Regions from separate parts of the Mus musculus genome. Here regions 2 and 3 are each linked to region 1. Evidence: chromatin contacts called from public HiChIP or PLAC-seq data. All regions are on one chromosome and are shown on one strand. The core of a region is the stretch at or near the end of the contact, and the rest is flanking DNA. Distances in the headings are between cores, read along the strand shown. Region 1 has its middle 22 kb from the start of E230029C05Rik. Region 2 holds the start of Crebzf (CREB/ATF bZIP transcription factor). Region 3 overlaps Sytl2 (synaptotagmin-like 2).

What was found. HiChIP or PLAC-seq counts read pairs in DNA pulled down with a chosen protein or histone mark.
Region 2: a contact with region 1 is called in an H3K4me3 HiChIP or PLAC-seq map of embryonic stem cells, with 13 read pairs. The contact joins the promoter of Crebzf here to the enhancer-like site in region 1. A contact is called at or near these places in 9 of 39 promoter capture datasets (3T3-L1-derived adipocytes, the C10 cell line, cranial neural crest and 4 more), 1 of 15 datasets of contacts at CTCF or cohesin (the NIH/3T3 cell line), 7 of 484 Hi-C or Micro-C datasets (the AML12 cell line, bone marrow-derived macrophages, conventional dendritic cells and 3 more), 31 of 115 datasets of contacts at active chromatin or transcription factors (the 230-238 cell line, CD8 T cells, the NIH/3T3 cell line and 22 more) and 1 of 9 other capture datasets (adipose tissue).
Region 3: an H3K27ac HiChIP or PLAC-seq map of regulatory T cell precursor shows a contact between it and region 1, with 3 times the contacts expected there. The contact joins two enhancer-like sites. A contact is called at or near these places in 5 of 39 promoter capture datasets (the 3T3-L1 cell line, hippocampal neurons, liver and 2 more), 3 of 484 Hi-C or Micro-C datasets (memory CD8 T cells and natural killer cells), 7 of 115 datasets of contacts at active chromatin or transcription factors (CD8 T cells, effector CD8 T cells, memory CD8 T cells and 3 more) and 2 of 9 other capture datasets (liver and pancreatic islet).

What each region holds. Positions count from the first base shown.
Region 1 is chr7:90,004,620-90,009,604 of GRCm38.p6, forward strand. No RefSeq gene overlaps it. Among named protein-coding and RNA genes, the nearest start is that of E230029C05Rik, 22 kb to the right of the region's middle. Within about 2 kb of position 2,587, at least 48 of the 459 cell types and tissues checked have an H3K27ac peak or open chromatin away from gene starts, as enhancers often do. A contact at or near this core is called in CD8 T cells, differentiating embryonic stem cells, effector CD8 T cells and 7 more, where this site is marked.
Region 2 is chr7:90,440,214-90,445,198 of GRCm38.p6, forward strand. Crebzf (CREB/ATF bZIP transcription factor) reads left to right here and starts at 2,568. Exons shown (of 1, transcript NM_145151.3): 1 at 2,568-4,985. The coding sequence starts at 2,802. The coding sequence ends at 3,878.
Region 3 is chr7:90,339,530-90,344,514 of GRCm38.p6, forward strand. The region is part of intron 1 of Sytl2 (synaptotagmin-like 2); the gene reads left to right. Among named protein-coding and RNA genes, the nearest start is that of Sytl2, 40 kb to the left of the region's middle. Within about 2 kb of position 2,227, at least 46 of the 459 cell types and tissues checked have an H3K27ac peak or open chromatin away from gene starts, as enhancers often do. A contact at or near this core is called in CD8 T cells, memory CD8 T cells, regulatory T cells and 2 more, where this site is marked.

The sequences.
Region 1 (4,985 bases), core at 1,337-3,836:
CTCAATTTTATTATTGTAAAGTAGGTAAGTGTCTTGAATTATAATACAATACAATACAATACAATACAATACAATACAATACAATACAATACCATACAACACTATACTCCATAAATAAGCACAAGCATATCGACTTAAGTAGTATTAACGCCTTTCTTCCTGCCTGGGAAGTATGTCTTTCTTCTTCCTTCCTTCTGTATCCTAAATTCACATATCCTAGGCCAACTCAAGGTCTTAGAGATTACTCCTCACTCTTTGTTTCCATGACTTATCAACCACTAGATATCCTTTATCCTACCTTACTTAAGCTACTGAATCCTTCCTCAGGACTTTGACCTCACAGTCTAAAAAAGCTCCAACCCTTAAGGTCTGCCAGGTCTTAAGCCTTTGCTATTTGTGCATCAAGGATGACAACCTTTGACACTTTCTCTTTTTTTCATTCCATCAGCCTCCTGGCTCCTGACTCAGTGTCACCTAAGCATTCTCCAATGATCCAAACGAATTCAACGTCTGTGTCTTTGGCTAAGGATATAGAGAAATCGGTATGTTTAACCTTTTGGTATCTTGGAAAATGTTTTGGCAGTTTTCAATGTTTTCTGGGTATTTTTTATAAATACCATCCCGTAATGAAGCTTTCAGAAGTATTGACTAATTAATGGGAGAACTGGTTGGGAACGTGCAGAGCACAGTAGCTCTTAGTATACCAAATCTCCTTCGCATCTTTCTTTTGAGGACACTTAGGAAGCATTTAGGGTCTACCCAGGTAATAGAGTCTCTCCCCAACCTAAGATCTTTAAATTTATTGTATCTGAAAATCCCCCCAACACACACACTTTTTTTAAAAATCTATCAAATAAGACAACATTTGAAGCTTCCAGGAAATCTTTTCATGGTCATTATTCAACTGCAGCTGCTATCTTGGACAGTGAGGGTAGCATTCTCTCATAGTATTAAGTTCATAGTAGAAAGGAAGCAAGGAGAATCTTCAAAGAGGATCAACCCAAAAGTTGATTGCATTTCTTGAAGATAACAGCATAGCTAGTGTTATATCAGATTGGGAGTTAAAAAACATAAATCACATTGAGGTTTGAGTGTTCTGTACATAGGCTGTGGGTTTCCAATGTTTCAGTCTGCTTAGACTGAGAATATCTAGGACAGTGCAATTATAAATGATATCTGGTGGCCAGGGTGTGGCACTTGCCTTCAGTCCCAACAATGGGGAAATGGAAGCAGACGGATCTCTGAATTAAAGGCCAGCCTGGTCTCCAGAGTGAGTTTCTGGCCAACCAAGATACATAGTGAGACTCTGTCTCAAAGAAAAGGAAGAGAAAGCAAAGAGAGAAAAGAGAAGAGCGAAAGTATCCAGAACTAGGATCCAAGGTAAGAGCCAGAGGCACAATGGACCAGAGGAGGCTGGTGGAAGGCTGTCACAGGTGAGCCACCAGAAAGATTACTGATATCACCAACAACGATGAGCAAAGTAAAGGACATCTGAAAAATCAGAGCTTGAGTGGCATAGGGCATTGTGAGCCTTCATGATCCATCTGTTAATTTAACCCAGTTACTCATGTAGTCTACCAATCAAACTCATTAACATTTTTTAAACATTTGTATATTTGTGCATGTGTGTGTGTGACTGTATGTCCACGTGTGTGTGGCACACATGTTTGTGGAGGTATGTGAGCCTGTGCATGAGTGCAGAGGACAGAAGAGGGCAGGACTTAATCTATCACTCTCTGCCTATTTCTTGGAGACAAGATATCTCCCTGATCTTGAGACTCACATTTTATTGGTGTGGCCGGAAGCCAATGGTGAGCCTCCTGTTTCTACCTCTGTTGGAGCTGGGGTTGGAATTCATGGGACACTTATTATGTGGGTCCTAGGAACCAAAACTCTAGTCATTAAGATTGTATAGGAAGTGCTCCTAACCACTGGGCCCTCTCTCTAACCCCATGAGCTCTTTAATGATACTGTATATTTCTAAATGTATTGGGAATTGAACCTTAGGCCTTACATACACTAGTCAAGGGCTTTCCCATCAAAGTCTATATCCCCAGCTCTCTTATTACATTTTATGTTGAGACAGAGTTTTACTAAGTTGTGCAGGCTGTGCTTGAACTCACTCTGTAGTGCAGGCAGGCCTTGAACTTGTGAACCGAAAGTCCCAAACTCCTAAGCAGCTGGAATAGAAGGCCTACAATACCAGTTCTGCCTAATCTGTTTCTATTTTAAGTGTCTTAGCAAGAGGTAAGCAAGGCTAGCTTCATGTGCTAGTATCAAGAATGTGAGAGGGGAAGAGATACTTTTTTCAGATGAGTACCTCTTAGGATTTTATAGAAAGAGTCTGTTAAACAAACCTCCAGATGCCTGACCTACTGTAGGCAGAGGGGTCCTGAACCAGCGGGCTGCAGCTGCTACTTTCCCAAATCCACTAATCTTGCTCTGGGCTTTCATAGCCTTCCTCCTTAAAAACCTTTATTGCGACAATTTTCTAAGTTCTTTAAAGAATTTCTTTGAACAGACTTAGGCAGGGAGCATCTCTTCAGCCTGCCTTAGAGGACGGTTGAGCTCTGTTACTCATTGTTTGAGAGAGAATTCCTGCATAATAATGGTTCTGACTAATTTGAGCAAGATAGGGCAGGCCTTACAGAGGACTGAAACCTCTGTAAAACTTCCGTGTGAAATGTGAGATGTAGGTGGGGACACTTACTTCAGCCCTCTCTACCCACCGAAGACAACCCGGGTGTAAGATCGATATCTTAGATAAGAGATGAGTGAGCTGGGGTTCCCCAGCCAGAGCATCAGAGAAGAGCAAAGCAAAGAAGATGAAGAAACCTTGTGGGTGACACCAAATCTCTCACCCAGCCCTCTCACTGCATTGGGCATTCCCCAAGAGAAAGGCCCTTTTTTACAGACTAAGCCCTGTGGGCTAAACCCTTGCTGCCCTTGAGGGGATGGGGAGGTCCAGCTTTTTCTGATTAAGATGCAGAGGCCTCAGTGACTAAAGAAGGAAAAGGTGATGTCCTGGAGCTGTGATGTGTGGCAGTGTGATGTCATGGCAGTCAGTCCCACCATGAACTCAGGAGAGGAGCTAAAAGTCCCCAAGAGAGAAGAGGGAGACATAGGAGGTCTAGAGTATTAGAATCACTTAGAAACTTGATAGAACATTCAATGCCAGAGTAAGGAGAGGAAGGTACGTCTCTTTTTCTTTTTTTCTTTCTTTTTTTTTAATTAGGTATTTTCCTCGTTTACATTTTCAATGCTATCCCAAAGGTCTCCCATACCCACCCCCCCAATCCCCTACCCACTCACTCCCCCTTTTTGGCCCTGGCGTTCCCCTGTACTGGGGCATATAAAGTTTGCAAGTCCAATGGGCCTCTCTTTGCAGTGATGGCCAACTAGGCCATCTTTTGATACATATGCAGCTAAAGACAAGAGCTCCCGGGTACTGGTTAGTTCATATTGTTGTTCCACCTATAGGGTTGCAGTTCCCTTTAGCTCCTTGGGTAATTTCTCTAGCTCCTCCATGGGGGGCCGTGTGACCCATCCAATAGCTGACTGTGACGTCTCTTTCTCTGATTTTCTTTCCTTACATCTTATTGCACTGTATGTAAGTACTGATGAATATCTCCAGTGACAGTAGTTTTTGTATCACTATGTTTGACAGTACTTTATGAAATTTAAAGCTACAACAACGACAAAGGAAGTAAGAATAGAGAATAGCATGTTGAGGGTTACAAATGTAGACACTGGTTTAAACAATACATACATTCAGCTTATTTAATATGAATAATCTGCAGTTTTATTATTCTCATTTTATAAGGACAAAACTTGAGTCTTAGGGAAATAAGATTAAATAACTCATATTACTATTAACTCATTAACCATTTGCTGTCACGAGTTGGGGAAAAAACGCTACCAAGGTCAAAGAATAACTCTGATGCCCCAAGTGCCTATTCCCTGGAAGTGTACTGATGTAGCCCCCTTCATCTCAGGTCCAGAGAACCTGCCAGGAGGGCCTTCCTGTCTACCATCTCTGCTTCTCTGTTTTCTACTGATGCACCCAGAGATATTCCCTGGTTCTGGAGTTTGAAACCGGGGCTCAGGGCTTCTTTCTCCATGTCATTCCTCTGTTTGAGGTGATTGCTCACACTGAAGGAGTGGTGGGTCCTAAGAAAGTGCAGTTAATAGTTGCAGTTCTTGCTAGTCTACTGATCCTGCTGTTGGACTTCAACAGCACCCCTCCTGCCATTTAAACGTTCATTAATTAATACTTTCTTAAAGAATGTTGTTGTGGGGGTGGAGAAATGGCTCAGCAGTTAAGAACACTGACTGCTCTTCTGAAGGTCCTGAGTTCAAATCCCAGCAACCACATGGTGACTTACAACCATCCATAATGACATCTGACACTCTCCTCTGGTGTGTCTGAAGACAGCCTCAGTGTACTTACATATAATAATAAATAAATCTTAAAAAAAAAAAAAGGTGGGCATGGTGGCACACGCCTTTAATCCCAGCACACAGGAGGCAGAGGCAGGCGGATTTCTGAGTTTGAGGCCAGCCTGGTCTACAGAGTGAGTTCCAGGACAGCCAGGGCTACACAGAGAAACCCTGTCTCGGAAAAAAAAGATAACACAGTAATAACGTTGTGATGCGTGTGGTGATACAAACCTTCAATCTCAACACTTGTGAGGCAGAAGCTGGTGGTTCTCTGAATTCAAAGCCAGCCTGGTCTACATATTGACCTGCAGGCAAGCCAAGGCTACCTTACCTTAAACAAACAAAACAAAACAACAATAAAAACATTTTGTCAAAGGCCTTGAAGAACCTTCTTTCCATCCAGAATTAGGAGACTTTTGAATTGTTCCTCTGTTTGGTCAAAGAGAATTGCTATTCATTAGTGTTCAATATCTGTTTCAGGGCAAAATCAGCATATTTGATGCCATTATCATTTTGAGGAAAATCCTAAACAGCTTGTACCCTGG
Region 2 (4,985 bases), core at 1,318-3,817, 440 kb after region 1:
TTTATCCTGGAAGAGTTAAAAGTAATTAAATGTGTAGGAGGCACGGAAATCCTTGTGCTCACAGATAAGCATTAGAGGAACCAGAAATATTAAACACACATTGTTGTCTCTTCAAAGAGACACCACCCAGAAAGCTGGGAGCAAAAATAGCCTGGTAACATTTACTCTGTGTGGCAGAGACTACAACTGATCCTCCTCTAGACCCTTATTTTGAGCTTATTTTTTTCTGTCAATCTATAAAATCCATGTGGTGGTTTGAATGTGCTTGGATCAGGGATTGGTAATATTAGGAGATGTGGCATTGGTAGAGTAGGGGTAGCCTTGTTGGAAGAGGCCTGTTGAAAGAAAATGAGATTTTGTATCTTGTGATTCATGTAAAAGAGTTGTCTATGAGCCCACTGCCTGGGGCCAAGAACAAAGCAGAACAGACAGGGCTGTTGTTAAGACATTCCTAAGAACAGCTTGATTGTACAAGCAGGGCTATCTTGTCTGGGCCAACACCACCTGGCCGGAACCTCCCCTCTGTCTACTGCCCCTTGATGCCTGGTAAAGTCATACATCAACTGACTGCTATGTGAACAAAGATAAGCCCCCAGCCCACAGGAACAAGGTCCTGATGCCCTTTTGCTGACATGTAATCTTTCTGTTAATGTTTGAATAAGCCAATAGTGTGTCACTATGCTGAATTCCACACCCCTAAGCCCCTTACCCCATAAAAACCCCTAGCTTTCAAGCCTCGTGGCCGACATCTGTTATCTCCTGTGTGAGATACATGTCGGTCCAGAGCTCCGTAATTAAACGTCCTCATGTATTTACATCAAGATGATGGTCCTTCGTGATTTTTTGGGTGCACACCGAATCGGGAATTGGGTGGGGGTTTCCCCACTAGGTCTAACACTGTCAGTGTCAGAGTGGGCTTTGAGACACTCCAGCCTGCCTGGGGAACTCGGAGTTCCTTCCATAGAGGAAATGGACCCTGCCTGGATTCTGCTCTGCTTCTGTGATGATAATGGACTGAACCTCTGAAAGTGTAAGCCAGCCCCAGTTAAATGTTGTCCTTATAAGAGTTGCCTTGGAGCTGGGCGGTGGTGGTGCATGCCTTTAATCCCAGCACTCAGGAGGCAGAGACAGGCCAGCCTGGTCTACAAAGTGAGTTTCAGGACAGCCAGGGCTATACAGAGAAACCTTGTCTTGAAAAACAAAACAAAACAAAACAAAACAAAACAAAACAAAACAAAACAAAACAAGAGTTGCCTTGGTCATGCTGTCCCTTCACAGCAATGGAAACCCTAATTAAGACATTTGTCTTTATGGAAGATGTCATGCATACTTTTACACAGAGTTTCATGGTGGTCAGGTCATATTGCTGCATACTCTCGATTATCAGCAGGAAACTCTTCCACCAAACTGTGCTTTGCTTAAAAATGCCTAAAATTGGGCTGGTGAGATGGCTCAGTGGGTAAGAGCACCCAACTGCTCTTCCGAAGGTCAGGAGTTCAAATCCCAGCAACCACATGGTGGCTCACAACCATCCGTAATGAGATCTGACTCCCTCTTCTGGAGTGTCTGAGGACAGCTACAGTGTACTTACATATAATAAATAATAAATAAATCTAAAAAAATAAAATAAAATAAAATGATTTAAAAAAAATGCCTAAAATTAAGAACTCTGGGATCATACTCTTGAAGTTTGAATCAACACTGGCTACTCAGTGTGTTAAACTGAATTACATTACTTTGTTTGTCCTGGTGGTTGCAGAAGCCCCCCCCCCCCCCCCCCCCCCCCCCCCCCCCCCCCCCCCCCCCCGCACTATTGGCCCAATGTGTAGTGAGGCTTAAAAGAATTCGTTACATCAGTGCTATGTGCATGAACTCATTGAATAAAAAGTGAAGTGTTTTGTTCAAGACTTGGTCTTTTCAAAAAGCTGGTATTTTAAAAACGGAAAAAGCCTAAGTAACTACCATGACTTGACAAAAGAAAAAAAAAGCAGAAAACAAACAGCAAAACAAGAGACCAGTAAACAAACCAACCACCCACTCTTGGCAAAGGAGCTAATTCTGCAAGTGACCCTTATTGCAAAAACAAATGATAAATAAAAATGATGTAATAATGACAATAATAGCAGTAATAGTATTATGAAAGATCATTTTCTGAGACTAAGGACCTCTGAATGTCGCCTGGGGAGTTAGTGTCAGTACGTGACTGCGTTCCCCAGAATTTGGTAACACTTCTGATTTAAAGTCTTTTGTTTTAACGGGGACTATTTCCTTATGCGTGCTGTTTTTTGCTTGCAGTTTAGAGAGAAACAGCAAAAATAAAAGCGTTCACAAAAACAGTTTTTTTTTAATATAGCTACGTCAAATATGTCTAGATGTCATATTGGATCGAGGAGAGTGGTACCGGGTAGTACCGATGAGTGGGGGGGGGGTGGAAACTAGGTTTTATTGTGTTTTGCCTGCTGCTCCTATGACATCACCGCAAAGCCGAAGTTACTGCACCTCGAAAGCACTCGGAATCTCGCGATACTCTGGCTGGAGCGAAGCGCGTTTTTGTGGGCGGGGTGGGCAGAGAGTAACTTCCGGCCAGGCCGCTGTCTGGGTGGCGCGGCCGAGTCCTCCCCCGGGCCTCGCCGCTTCGCGCTTCCACTGCCTTCCCCCCGCCTCGTGCGGGGGGTTGGGCGGCCGCCGGAGGCCACTCGGACCTTGCCCCGCGCCTGCGGTCGGCCCGGCGCCGTGGCTCTGCGCGCTGGGGGCCCGGGGTCGGAGTGGCTGCGGCCTACCCGGGCCCGCCGCTCAGCCCCATGAGGCACAGCCTGACCAAGCTGCTGGCAGCCTCGGGCCGCGACTTCCCGAGCCGCCGCGACAGCCGGGAGCCGCCCGCCACGCGCGCGCCGCCCCGGGAGCCGAGCGGGGCAGCCGCGGGGGCGGAGACCCCGAGGCCCGGATCGCCTGACCGCGAGCAACCTCACGGGGACGGGGACGGGGGCGAGCCGGAGGCCCGGAGCGGGAGCCGCGGCAGCGTGGCCGTGCGCGCGCCCGCGCCCTCGCCCCTGAAGATGGAGGAGGAGGAGGAGGACGCGATCGCCATGGTCCCCAAGGAAGAGCCGGAGGACATGGACTTTCTCTCCGGGCTGGAGCTGGCCGATCTGCTGGACCCTCGGCAACCGGACTGGCACCTGGAGCCCGGGCTCAGCTCGCCCGGGCCCCTGTCCTCGTCCGGCGGAGGCTCGGAGAGCGGCGGCCTGTTGAGGGGGGACGACGACGACGACACCGCGGCCGCCGAGATGCAGCGCTTCTCCGACTTGCTGCAGAGGCTGTTGAACGGCATCGGAGGCTGCAGCAGCGGCGGTGACCGCGGCGGCGGGGAGAAGAGGCGGAGAAAGTCCCCGGGAGCAGGAGGCGGTGGCGCCAACGACGGCAACCAGGCGGCGACCAAGAGTCCCCGGAAGGCGGCGGCGGCCGCTGCCCGTCTTAATCGGCTCAAGAAGAAGGAGTACGTGATGGGGCTGGAGAGTCGGGTCCGGGGACTGGCAGCCGAGAACCAGGAGCTGCGGGCCGAGAATCGGGAGCTGGGCAAGCGCGTGCAAGCACTGCAGGAGGAGAGTCGCTACCTACGGGCCGTCCTGGCCAACGAGACCGGACTAGCTCGCCTGCTGAGCCGACTGAGCGGCGTGGGACTGCGGCTGACCACCTCCCTCTTCAGAGACTCGCCCGCCGGCGACCACGACTACGCCCTGCCGGTGGGGAAGCAGCCGCCGGAGCCGCGGGAAGAGGACGACGCGGCGGGAGGAGTGTGTCTCCATGTGGACAAGGATAAGGTGTCGGTGGAGTTCTGCTCGGCGTGCGCTCGGAAGGCGTCGTCGTCTCTTAAAATGTAGGGTCAAGTAATCTGCTCTTTATCCGCGTTTACCCCTTTCTCCTCCCTTACACCATGTCAAACACCTTAGTGGGACATCGTCACCGGACGCATTTCAGAGGCGGAAAAAAAAGTAATATTAAATCTTTTAAGTGTTTAGCTAAAAGCATGAATGTGACACTGTAACCAACTCCTAATGATAACCTGTGACTATTAAATCTCTCTGACAGTTTCTTTTTTAGGTGATTTCCTTCCTGCCAGGCTCCGTTGTAGGGGTTACAGAGCAGTCGTTCCCGCCTCACAACCTGGTAAGGATCCATCTCTTCCCGTAACGCTCATGCTCGGCTGCTTAGGCTACTTTAATGGGCAGACATCTCAATGTGTGTGTGTGTGTGATATCTTTTTCTGTTTGTTTTTCTTTTTGAAAGGTGGTGGGAGGGGAATCTTAATTTGGGCCTTGTCCACCCTGGAAACAGACTTGTGCTGGTCATTAATGTACTTAAGTTGCTTCTGGTTGAAATAGCTGTTAAATGTGTCCCCTTGTTCAGAGTTGCGTGTACCTAGCTCTTCTGTCCCCAGTGTGGACATGGCCTTGGATGACATCGGTTCCAACTGTACACAGAAACCTGCTAATAGAGATACAGTTTGGAGACAGTCAAACAGGTGAAGTTGAATGGAAGTTCCGAGTTGTACAAGGTGCAAATTGGAATTCCAATTGTAGAGCAACTTTTCAGAGGTTGACAATAAGTATTGAGGCATGCGCAAATGTGGTATTTTTCTGGAGATGACAAGTCTCCTAAAATACTTAATGAATGCCTTATAGTTTTCAGTAGAAAATGCAGAAATACAGTCTATTTAAAGACCCTAATAGTTCACCACTTGAGAAGTTGGAAATTAACATACCCATCAGATTTCTGTGTTTTAATTAGAAGACGATAAATGAAATGTTTCTTTGAGGACCAGCACAGTAATTACTAATCAATGAGTATGAAGAAATTGTTGAAAGTATTTATTTTTGTTGTATTAAAATTTAGGCTAAATTTCTGTATGATTAGATATTGAAGGTTGTGAAATGTGAATGAAAACATGTAAAGTGAGGCTTCACAAAGAATCTTTTCTCCATATTTCT
Region 3 (4,985 bases), core at 977-3,476, 330 kb after region 1:
GTTATGTTGGCTCTACCTAGATAATCTAACACAGATAATCTCCCTATGGCAAGATCCTCCATCTCGTTTCCAAAGTTCTTTTTACTACACAAGGCAATATACTTATAGTTTCTAGGAAACAGCACATGGTGATATTTGGGAGATCATCGTCCTGCCTATTACAGAGTCATGAATTCATATGTGGAATATAAGTTATAAACAATTTTATAATTCTCTTATATTTTATATGCCCCTTATAATCCAGCTTGGCTTGTGTGTGTGTGTGTGTGCGCGTGCGTGTGTGTGCGTGTGCGTGTGTGTGTGTGTGTGTGTGTGTGTGTGTGTGTATCTTTGAATCGACTTGATTTTCCTCTTTGCCCTCTCTTCCCCTGTCCTTCAATTAAGCAACAAATGAGGTATCAGCTATGTGTCAAGCACCATGCTAGGTGCTGGTACACACAGCACAGTAATAATGCACAGTACTGAAAAAAAAAAAAAGAGTTAGAAGCAGATGGAGAAGTTAGTGTAGACAGAGACCAAGGTGTCACACTCTTGACTTACGGCATGCTAGAACTGGGGTCAAAGCCCAACTGGGAAAACAGAGAAATGTTGAATTTTAAGGATGGGATCCTCTCACCCACCTCTCTCTTACCCACACCTCAAATTTAGAAGACTGTTTAAAAAATCTCTTCAAAGACCTCAGTGGTGGGGTCTGCATGGGTATGCCCATAGGAACCTGTGATTTACTTGCTAAAATGGGGTGGGAATGTAGGGGAAGGAGGAGAGTCGCCTGAGGTAAGAGGAAAAACAGGGGCAGTCACACTTCACTCTCAAGGCAACATGGACAGGTGGAGAGCTAGTGGGATGCCGAGCCTTCTTGTGAAGGGGTGCTTATAGGGCACTCACTATGCCCAACATGCCATCCTTGTGATAACCCTGTCCAGTATGTTCTGCTACCCACACAACACAGACCAGGGGACTAATCCTTAGGGGAGTCTCCAAAGACTCATAGAAGATCAGTCTTCTTCCAAGGGTTTTTGACTTAAAAGCAACAGCCCTTTATGTCAAGGGCATTGGGAATGATCATGGCAAACACTGGATTTCAAAAGAATCCATTTAGAAGATAAAGAGGATGGAGGAAGGTCTTGCCCATTTTAGGAACTGATGTATCTTTGAAAGCATGGTTCGGGCAGAGCAGAGATACAAGTGGGTATACGAAGAGGGAGAGAAGCCTGAGGTGCCCTAGGGTGCCATAGATTTTGAGACAAAGATGCTGAGTGTTGCTGCTGTACTGGCAAAGTCTTTAGTACCTCCTTAAAATTTGTGCCCTAAGGTGTACGTCACTCCTATGGAGACATTCGTTCTCAGGTGTATGGTGCTGAACTCAGTGATATGACTTCATGGTTTGTGGCCTAGGTAGCTTCCTTGCTTTGTCCCTAAATACTAGATTCGAGCAGTTTAGATAGGGGAGAAGATCAATTAATTCAGTGGTCTCATCTTTCGCTCTACATTATTGTCACCTGGAACCTGCAATGAAAACCTCCCAGATAGGGGTCCTACCACGGACCTGTTACAGGAGAATAACTTGGGGTAGGTAGGAATAGGGAAAGAGAATTTTAAAATTAGGATACAGAGTAATGGGTCTGGCTGTTAGAATTTTATGTGTCTTATTGTACAGTGTTCTGATTTATTCCCCTCTCTGTTACCCACTTCCATTTCTCCTGAGCATTCCTGAGAGGACCCTGCCTTCTTCCAGATAGGAGAGCTGGGAAATTTCAAAGGTTTTCAGGTGATCTAGTAGCTAGCTTTGGAAACCCCCCAAGTGACCACATCTGGAGAGAGTTTCTCACCTCCAGCCTGGCTGGGGATGTGCATAACTCTACAAAAATGAAGCTTTTAAAACTAAGCTAGCGACAGCTCCGGTTGAGTTAACTTTATGTTTCTGGGTTTAATTCCAGTCTAGTTAATGAATCAGCTGGTCCCTCCACTCTTCGCCTTTAACTATGAAACCTAGAAAAATAATTAAATCTAGGGTTGGTCTGTAATTCCTGCTCGCTACCAGTGTGCAGGTTTCAGGCATGCTGTGAAACGCAGCACATCTCATCTAGTTATCTGCATTTCCACTGAAACAGGATCCGCCCTGTAAGACATTTTCTTTGAGAGTTCTGGCTCTGATGTCAGGCAGCTGTGCCACCTGAAGCACTCGGCTAACTTTTCCTCTTTGTCTTCGTTTTCTCGTCTGAACAAAGGACCAGTGAGGCTTCTCTGATGCAGCTGTTACTGTGGGTGTGGGATGTGAGCTCACTCTCACCACAGCTGACAAACAACTGGTATAGAAAGGAATCTGTTCAACTCTTGATAATTGTGGAACTCTTTAGCCAGTCACCGGCCATTTCTGACCTACTGGGAATCTTCTATAGCGACCCCAGACACGGTCAGGCAGAACAGCACCGTGGGTGGGGACAGCTTAGAAAATGCACACTTCTGCACATCAATACCTGCTGTTGAGCTGGATGCTCTGAGCGTGATCCCTGGGACCCACATGCTGGAAGGAGAGACCTGACTCTCACAGGTTGTCTTCTGATCTCCACGTGTGTGCCTCGGAGTGCTCATGTTCGTCCACATGCATGCACACCACGCTGTTTAAAAATATAAACTCTATCATCTTCGAACTGAACTAGGAGTACTGGGAGGTACAGCAGGAGCTGAATCTAATAGTCACACTGAGGCTCGAGAACTAGAGCACCAACGGTATAAACTGCTCACTGAAAAGATCTCCAAATAAAAGCCAAACAAGTACCCAACCCAGCAGGTACACAGACGTCAACATAGAAACGAGTCCTGCAACTCCTCTAAAAGATCATTGCTCCTTCACAATAAATTTAAAAATATAAAAGTGGGTAAGACTCCAGATAAGGAACCTAGAAGTTTACACATGAAAACAGCCCAGAGGTTGCAAACAGTATAATGAAGCCAATCCAGAGCCTGCAGAAGAAAGCTGGAGAGAAAGGCAGCAACATGAATGCAAATGGGACAGTGGAATGTACGTGGTTCTGGAGGGCAGGGAGAAAGGAAGCCTATAGGTAGAATTGACAAGTTAGTTCCACCCTGGTGTAAGTGTTGGCCTTCATGCGTGCACATGGGTGTGGTGTAGAGTATTTAGGGGAGGCCTTTCTGCTGGGAGAGAGACAGGCAGATTCTGATTCTGTTCACCCCACCGTCAGCTTTCCCTGCAGTACCTGTGGGTTGTTCCGTTCATCCTTCAATGCCACTGTGATTTAGGAAGGGTATGAGGTCGTTAGCTTTGCATGATGGGGTGTGTAAGTGCTACTAGCAGGGATGAGGGGCGCATTGACCTGAGCTCTTCTGATTTTATTTTTATTATACTTTTGGTCAAGCACCATTCTCTCTAACTAAGACATGTTTGTGTTTGTCCTTCTTCTATTGCCCAGTGGGGGTTTCCCTTCTTTTGAGTTTTCTTCCTTAAAGTCATGGGACTGTCAGAACAATTTGCTTTTGTTCTGAAAAAAAAAAAAAAAAAAAAAAAACCTCATCATGTGAGAGCCACTGCTGACCTGCGTTTCCCTCCTCTCTCTCGGGGATCAAGGCCTGGTCTGACATACCAACCGCTTTGCAGGAAAGCCGAGGATGGCGCCTGATTCCCTTCTACTGGCAGAGCATCCTGGGAAAGAGATTCTTTAAGTACCCAAGGTTTTAACCCGAGGGTTGGTCAGCAAGATGATGGACTGAGGTTGCGTCTGTAAATCCAGCCTTCCTCTTTGCTATTAGCAGAAGCAGGTGTTACTTATGGTCTTCGATTCACTCTTCAATTTAATATCTGGACAACTGACAGGAGGAGCACTCACTCTTACAGATGAGCCATGGCAGGGATGACAGGCAGGAAATGCCAACCAAGCAGTCCCTGTTCAAAGCTCTCCAGTTTCCCATCTGGGTTGCTGTTCCTGGGGCTTCACAGGTGCTCTAGTTATTTTTTGCTGCTCAGAACAAAGGAACTTGGGGAAGAAAAGTTTTGTTTGGCTAACATGTCCTGATCACAGTTCATCATTGAGGGAAGTCAGAACAGGAACTAGAACAGGGCAAGCACCTGGAGGCAGGAGCTGATGCAGAGGCTATGGAGGGGTGCTGCTTACTTGCTTGATCCACCTTGGGTTGCTCGGCCTGCTGTCTTATAGAACCCACAGAATGTGTGGGCGGGTGGGGGAGGGGTTATGGGACATGGCCATAGCGGGCTCAGCCTTCCCACATTAATACTTCCCGGAGACATACCCACAGGCCAATCTCATGGAGGCAAGTTCTCTATTGAGGTTCCTCCTGCCTAGGTGACTCTATTTTGTGTCAAGTTTACAAAACCAACCATCAGATTGTGTGTCACCTGTAGTGTCCTATACAGAGCTTTCTAATATCTCACTCTGGAAAACAAAGCTCAGTTCTCGTGAAGTAGAAGCCCCACCAACCTGGGTTTCTTTATTTCCTACAAATACTTGATATTTTTCATTCCAATGTGAGTGGCAGGTGACCTGGGCCCAAAGTTCTCAGAACCCAAACCTTACCTAGAAATAGGCGGGTGGCGAATGAACAGGGCTGAGTTTGAGATGGATTGTAATAGTCGGAGTCAGGGGCTAATAGAGCACACCAGAGGGACTCCAACCTGACCTAGAGTAGTTAGAGAAGGCATGGAGCACAGTAAGCAGCAGTTAAGTCAGGGCCTGGAAGGAAAGGATATAGCAAAGACCCAATGACAAGAGGAGCTAGAAGTGTTCAGCCTGGGGCTATGAAGGGAAAGACTTTGGGGAAGAAGTAGGTGTGAGTTCCCAGACCATCATAAGGACTTTAAGCTTCACCTATTGGATCGTGGAACAGGATGGCAAAGTGTTTCCAGCCTGGTGTATGGATTGGTGGGAGCTGAGTTGTGGAACAATCACTTGGCAGCACGTAGAACATGGGTGGGAGGCTGGACACGAGGATGCTTCCACTCACCACTGGGA